Regions from separate parts of the Mus musculus genome. Here region 2 is linked to region 1. The links are chromatin contacts, called in public Hi-C maps. All regions are on one chromosome and are shown on one strand. The core of a region is the stretch at or near the end of the contact, and the rest is flanking DNA. Distances in the headings are between cores, read along the strand shown.

What was found. Hi-C and Micro-C count contacts between places; a contact is called where the count stands out from the background.
Region 2: a Hi-C map of olfactory sensory neurons shows a contact between it and region 1, with 3 times the contacts expected there. The contact joins the enhancer-like site here to the promoter of Eif4g3 in region 1. A contact is called at or near these places in 1 of 39 promoter capture datasets (macrophages), 20 of 484 Hi-C or Micro-C datasets (8-cell embryo, the N1E-115 cell line, bone marrow-derived macrophages and 12 more), 13 of 115 datasets of contacts at active chromatin or transcription factors (the 230-238 cell line, the HPC-7 cell line, acute myeloid leukemia and 7 more) and 3 of 9 other capture datasets (adipose tissue, liver and pancreatic islet).

Annotation. Positions count from the first base shown.
Region 1 is chr4:137,991,591-137,995,149 of GRCm38.p6, reverse strand. Eif4g3 (eukaryotic translation initiation factor 4 gamma, 3) reads right to left here and starts at 1,694. Exons shown (of 35, transcript NM_172703.3): 1 at 1,523-1,694; 2 at 1,006-1,168.
Region 2 is chr4:138,040,812-138,044,490 of GRCm38.p6, reverse strand. The region is part of intron 2 of Eif4g3 (eukaryotic translation initiation factor 4 gamma, 3); the gene reads right to left. Among named protein-coding and RNA genes, the nearest start is that of Eif4g3, 49 kb to the right of the region's middle. Within about 2 kb of position 1,775, at least 67 of the 459 cell types and tissues checked have an H3K27ac peak or open chromatin away from gene starts, as enhancers often do. A contact at or near this core is called in the 230-238 cell line, adipose tissue, bone marrow-derived macrophages and 4 more, where this site is marked.

The DNA of each region.
Region 1 (3,559 bases), core at 445-2,944:
GGCAGGCGGATCTCTTGAGTTCAAGGGCAGCTTGGTCTACAGAGCAAGTTCTAGGGCAGCCAGGGCTACACAGAGAAACCCAGTGGGGATCCAAAGGAGTATCACCTTCCTTTACTCCATAGGAGCTGTGAATTCGACGTTTTATTCTGACTTAAATACCAGGTACCAAGATTTTTCAATCAAAGCTGCCCCAACTTCTATACCATGAAATTAAGACACATTCAAAACTAAGACCCTTCCTTGGGAGCCCTGGTACCCTCCAGACACCACCCTACGGAGCAGCAAACTTACTAAAGCCCTTTAAAAAAGATATACAGCGTTAACACCAGTCTTAGAAGAAGTGAGACTTCTGGGGGTACTGGGTAATGTGAGTTAACTTCCTCTTCCTTTAGAAAGGTCAAAGACAGGGAAGCGCCCAGTGTAACATTTCCTCCTTAGCCGGCTCCACCACAAGCCACAACACAACTCTAATTGCTTAAAAAAATAAAATACGATAAAATAAAATAAAACAAAACACTAGCGGGGGGGGGTGCTTTTTGTACACTTGCAGTAAAGACTGAAGACCCAACTTACCTCAGGAATGAGCTGATTCGTTTCCAACAGAAAATTTAGCAATAAACTTTGCTATGAATCCTAAATAATAATTAGAGAGGCTACCGAGCCCCGCAGAAGGCAGGGCCTCCCAACAGTCAGAAAAGCCTTGCCCGCAGGGCTGGTCCTAGGCACCAGCAAATTCTGCCCAAGAAAGGGGAGGGAGCAGCCAAGGGCAGGGTTCCCCCCAGATCCACAAGAGCTGCAGAGGCACGGCCCGGTGGAGCTAGTAGTGTTCACGGTACCGCAGAGGGTCCCGGGGTCCCCAGCAATGCTGTCACCGGTGCACCCCAAAAGCTCGGGTCAAGCCGGGAGCAGAGCGGCTGCCCGTCCCTTTTCTGGCCGGGCTATGACGGCAGGCAAGGAGGTTCCCACCGAGGGTCGCTCTGGACCGCCGGAAGGTGAAAAGGATACTGTTGGGGCGCCGGGGTCTGGAGGGCCCTGATGTTCGGGTGAGGAGGGGCCGCCGCTGCCGCTACTGCCGCCGCCGCCGCCGCTGCCGCCGGATGAGGAGGCGGTACCGCCGCCGCCGCCGCCGCTCCGGTGCCGGGTCCGGTTCCTGCTGCAGCCGCTGAGCCTGATTTCAGAGCCGGTTTCTGCGGTAAACTCATGGCAAAGCGAAGCCACCAACCCCCCCAGAGCGGGACCGGGCGCGCCGGGGTGCAGGGGCCGGGGGCAGCGGAGGGGCGGGATGGGGGCAGACCCGGGGAGGCGGCGGGAGCGGGGGGCCGGGGGGAGGCTGGGAGGAGGAGGAGGAGGGGGCCGGGACCGGTCACACACGCCCTCCGCCGCCGCCGCCTCCGCCGCCGCCGCCGCGGGCAGCAGCAGCCGCCCCGCGGGCCAGCACCACCGGCTGCCGGTCTCCGTGACAACGCGACCCCGGGGAGGGGGGGGCCGGACCCGGCAGGGGCAGGAGGCGGAGAGACCGGACCTTTCACGGCAATATCCTCATGGGCCGGCGGCGGGGGGTCTCTGTCCCCCTCCCCGGGGGAAGCGGCGCCCTTCTCGGTAGCGGGGCTCGGGCGATGCGGACGGATTTTCTTCACTCAACGAGCAGAGCATCCAACATGGCGCTGCGGCCGCCTCCAGCAGTCCGGCAGGACGGCCGCTCGGAGCTTTTCGGCCCTTTTCGGAAGGACTCGGCAGACCGAGGGTGGCAAGCTCTCTCGGCTATTTCCGGAGACCGCGAGCGGCCGGGCTTCTTCGGGAGCGCTCGGGAGCGCCTTCGGCCGCTGTTCGGGAACGCCGCAGGAGCTGACACTCTTTCTCGGGAAAGATCGGTGATCCGGGACGGCTGAGGATCTCCGCGGCGCGGTGCGGAGCTGAGGGAGAGACCGAAGGGCACGTCTGTAGGGAGAGAGCTCAGCCTCGAAGAACAATAGTAACGGCACCCGAGGCCGCGGTCCGTCGAGACCTGCCAAGCAAGCGTCGAGAGGCGGCGGAGCGGAAAAACCGAGGCGCTGCGGAGGGAACCGCTAAGCCAGAGCACAAACCGACAGTTAGGAACCCGCCCGCCTCAAGGACTTATTAACATAACAGATGCCACTCGCCGGCCCTTGACGTCGCCAGCCATGGGCATTATGTCGACACGTCGTCCTCAGATGCCCAAAGTGCGAAATGGAACGAGGAGCCCCATTTTGCAGAGGAGGCCCCGGAGAAGAAAAGTGACTGCCCCAAGGTCGCCTGGCTGGGAAGGGATGGAGCGGATTCAGAAACGGGATCCCACCTTCTCTAGGATGAACCTTACCCTTCTAGGATGCAAAATGGCCTGCCTTGCCAGAAACTGACCCTAAGCTCTGTAGAGTGGATATCTTCCCACAGTCTTCCCCAAGACTGGAGGGGCCTTTGACTACAACCTGTAGTCGGCTGCCCATCTTCTTTTGCTTGGCTAACTCCTGTGGATAAGGTCTCCTCCCCCCACATCCATTCACACTTTGCACACCACACCTGCGCCCCTCAATAGAGGCATTGTCCCCAGGACACAGTAACATTGACAGAAAAGGAGTCGCAGACACCTCCGAACTGTGCAGATATGGAGTACTGCATTAGCTCATATAATCCCAAGAAATAGGTAAATACCTATTCTTACAAATGAAGACTCTGGGGTCCAAAGAAGTTTAGCTATCATCTACACTATTAAAAAAAAATTTTTTTTGAGGCAGCTCAAAGCTGACAGGAGACTTTGCCAAGGTCACATGACCAACGTGGACAGAGGTAAAATTAGTGTCCTGTGTCCTGTGTGCTTGAGTTGCAAACGTTAGGACCCAAGTGCAGACTCCAGAATTCACTCAGGAAAAGTCTGGTGTGCGAGAGGTGTATACAGTCCCAGCATTGAGGTGAAGACCAACAGTTCCCTGAGGCTCACTGGTCACAGCCCACTCCATCTGATGAGTTCCAGGCCAGTGAGAGACCCTGTCTCCAGAATAAAAGGTGACAGCACCAGAAGAAGACACCTGAGGTTGTCCCCTGGTCGCCATACACATGAACATACAAACAAGATTAGTGTCCTGACTCCTGCTACATTGGTGGGTTTCAGAGTTGGGGTGGTCGTTGGTTTCTCTGGGTTTGTTGGCTTGCTTGCTTCTTTTTGAGAGAGTCTTAAGTAGCTCAGGCTAGCCTCATCTCTCCACGTGCCTGAGGATAACCTTGAACTCCTGCTTGTCTTGCCTCTACCCTCCAAGTACTAGAATTATAGGCACTCACCACCGGGCCCTTAAAAAAAAAAAAAAAAAAAAAGCTTTACATGTAGTGGGTGACAACCCCTGGGAGCCCCAGATGTTCTCTGTAGGCTAAAAGCTAGGTGGCAGGCTCCCCCATTGCCTCATTGCCTCTAGCTACCTGAGCCTCCACTGCATTAGAAGGAAAGCCGCCTTCCATCTCTTGACCAGGCACAACAGCTACTTCCTACTCTGGCATCCTCCACCATATGAAAATTTGTTATACCAGGTTACTTAAGTGTGGATTTTCC
Region 2 (3,679 bases), core at 526-3,025, 49 kb before region 1:
GTGTGGCTATGTGGGAGAGATAGGAGCCATCCCAGCCAGTGTGGCTATGTGGGAGAGATAGGAGCCATCCCAGCCAGTGTGGCTATGGGGGAGAGATAGGAGCCATCCCAGCCAGTGTGGCTATGTGGGAGAGATAGGAGCCATCCCAGCCTGTGTGGCTATGGGAGAGATAGGAGCCATCCCAGCCAGTGTGGCTATGGGGGAGAGATAGGAGCCATCCCAGCCTGTGTGGCTATGGGGGAGAGATAGGAGCCATCCCAGCCAGTGTGGCTATGGGGGAGAGATAGGAGCCATCCCAGCCAGTGTGGCTATGGGAGAGATAGGAGCCATCCCAGCCTGTGTGGCTATGGGGGAGAGATAGGAGCCATCCCAGCCTGTGTGGCTATGGGGGAGAGATAGGAGCCATCCCAGCCAGTGTGGCTATGGGGGAGAGATAGGAGCCATCCCAGCCTGTGTGGCTATGGGAGAGATAGGAGCCATCCCAGCCAGTGTGGCTATGGGGGAGAGATAGGAGCCATCCCAGCCAGTGTGGCTATGGGAGAGATAGGAGCCATCCCAGCCTGTGTGGCTATGGGGGAGAGATAGGAGCCATCCCAGCCTGTGTGGCTATGGGGGAGAGATAGGAGCCATCCCAGCCTGTGTGGCTATGGGGGAGAGATAGGAGCCATCCCAGCCAGTGTGGCTATGTAGGAGAGATAGGAGCCATCCCAGCCTGTGTGGCTATGGGGGAGAGATAGGAGCCATCCCAGCCAGTGTGGCTATGGGAGAGAGATAGGAGCCATCCCAGCCAGTGTGGCTATGTGGGAGAGATAGGAGCCATCCCAGCCAGTGTGGCTATGTGGGAGAGATAGGAGCCATCTCAGCCAGTGTGGCTATGGGGGAGAGATAGGAGCCATCCCAGCCAGTGTGGCTATGGGAGAGATAGGAGCCATCCCAGCCAGTGTGGCTATGGGAGAGATAGGAGCCATCCCAGCCAGTGTGGCTATGTGGGAGAGATAGGAGCCATCTCAGCCAGTGTGGCTATGGGGGAGAGATAGGAGCCATCCCAGCCAGTGTGGCTATGGGGGAGAGATAGGAGCCATCTCAGCCAGTGTGGCTATGGGGACAGTGCTGCTTCCAGTGCTTCCCGTCTGACATCTGTGAGAGTGACAAAGGCCACAGCACTGTCTCTGCATGACACTGTGACATGGCCAGGTTATGTGCCTTCTACAATAGATACAAATGATACAAATTATTTTACCTTTTTTTTTTAAGATTTATTTATTTTATACATATGAGTATACATACTCCACCACTGCTCTCTTGCTCTCTTCAGACACACGAGAAGAGGGCATCGGATCCCATTACAGACGGTTGTGAGCCACCATGTGGTTGCTGGGATTTGAACTCAGGTCCTCTGGAAGAGCAGTCGATGCTCTTAACCGCTGAGCCATCTCTCTAACCCAATTATTTTACTTTCACATATAAATAAATAAAGCCAACAATCCTGTAGCCTAACTCCAGCCAGTCAACTCCTTTTTAAGTAATGTGTTATAAACCCCAAGTGAAAAAAAATTCCCTCAACAAAATCCTTAATACTTCTCATATAAGGTTTCTTTGTGATTCACTGAAAGAGTGTGGGAGACAAATCATGAGCTATGAACAGGTGTGGCGGCTTGCAACTGGACGCTCAGCACCGAGGAGACAGAGGCAAGAATGGTCACAGGGTGCGTTCAGTTAGGCCAGTCAGGGTTACACAGTGAGACTCCTTCAAAAAGCGAAGAGCTAGAGAAATAGCTGAGGAATTGAGACACTCCCTGTCTGCCCTCAGTTACCAACACAACATGGTAGCTCAGACTAGTTCTAACTGCAGCTCTAGAGGAGCTAATTCCTTCTTCTGACCTCCACAGGCAAAAGAAATGCACGTGGTTTGCATACATACACTCATACAAACATATACATACATACAAGCAAAACTCTCATACATATGAAATGAATAAATCTTATAAATAATAAATAGAATGAAAGGAAAAAAGCTGTTTTCTGTTGTGCTGTGTTGTGTTTTGTGCTTGATTTTTTAAGAATGACTCTGAGTTGCCAAAGGCTGACTCATTAGTAGATTCTTTATATCCAAGCAGCCAGCTCAGAAGACTGAAAACAAAACAAACACACCCTGTGCTTTAATCATTAAAATGTCTAAAGAGACTATAGCAGTCTCTAGACGTTCTTAAACTAGCAACCTCACACAACAGCTAAACACACTGTCCATGTCCCCTCACAAAGCCGTAAACGCTGTGCTGGAGAGGAGCTGAAACATCACAGAAAGGAAGCGCCTCAGCCAAACCACTCGCAACATACACACCACTCAATCCACATGCACAGCCCACACCCACTGTGTGTGCACACACGATGCATACACATACTCCACACAGCACACCACACATACATACTGTGTGGAGTATGTGTATGCATGTGTGTGTATATATGTATATATATATGTATACACACACACATATACTATATACATACACTATACAAAGCACACATTATACATACACACATTTTATACACAATCTACCACACCACACCATACACACACATCACACACTATTCTATGGCTCTTACAGCAGATGGAGAGTGAGCCACACGACTGCTCTACTGCCAACAACCGTTGCGTTTCCAGGAAGAACTAATTCTCACGATGGGAGAAGAGTTCTCCAGGGAGTCCCTAGTGTTCTGCCCGAGAAGCTGAGCCACTCAGGACTTCTGCTCTCGGTTCCTCTGCTGGTTAATCAGATGACTGTAATTACAGGATTGCTAGAGACATCATTTGCCCATGTTACAGGAACAAATATTCTTCCTGTTTCTACAAATAAAAATGCTGATTTCATTTTTATATTCTGCAAATTAACAAAAAAAATTACCGTTGACTGTTTAAAACAAAACTACAGTTCTATTTAAAAACAAAGCCCAGGAAAATAAAAATCAATCGATGTAGACCAAGCCTGGTTCCAAATCCAACCAAGGAAAGGAAAGGAAAGGGGAGGGGAGGGGAGGGGAGGAAAGAGGAAAGGAAAGGAAGAAAAAAAACAAAAAACCGAGGGCACTGGGTGTGATGGCTGCAATCCTAGCTCAGGAAGAGGAGGCAGGAGAGTAGCCTGGACTGGTCAGAGATCTTGCCTAAAAAGATAAGCAAGAGAGAAGGCTGGAGATGCGGCTCAGGACTGAGTTCAGTTCCCAGCACTCACATCAGGCAGCGAAAAATCACTTCCGACTTGAGCTCCAGAGGACCCGACATCCTTTTCTGGCCTCTGTGGGCCCCTGCACTCATGAGCGTGTGTGTGCATACACAACTCAAAAAGAAAGGGAGATTTACTTAAATGCAATCCTCAGAAACCCTGAGCAGATACTTCACTAACTTGAAGCTTAGCCCACCTCTTTACTAAAAACCCTAGCTGGTGTGTCGGCGCTGCTGGGTATCTATCCGCTCAGAGGTGAGCTCTGGAATGAAGCGTGTGAAGCGTGTGAAGTGATTTTAGAGCTGACTGGACTTAGCCTAAGACACAGGCTGTTTATGCCCCTTTAGACTAAAAGTATTTTCTTTTTAATTTTTTAAAGATTTTAAATAAGGTTTATTTGTACTTGTGAGTGTTTGCCAGGTATGTGCAGGAGCCCTAGGAGGCCAAGAGAGGCGCAGGCA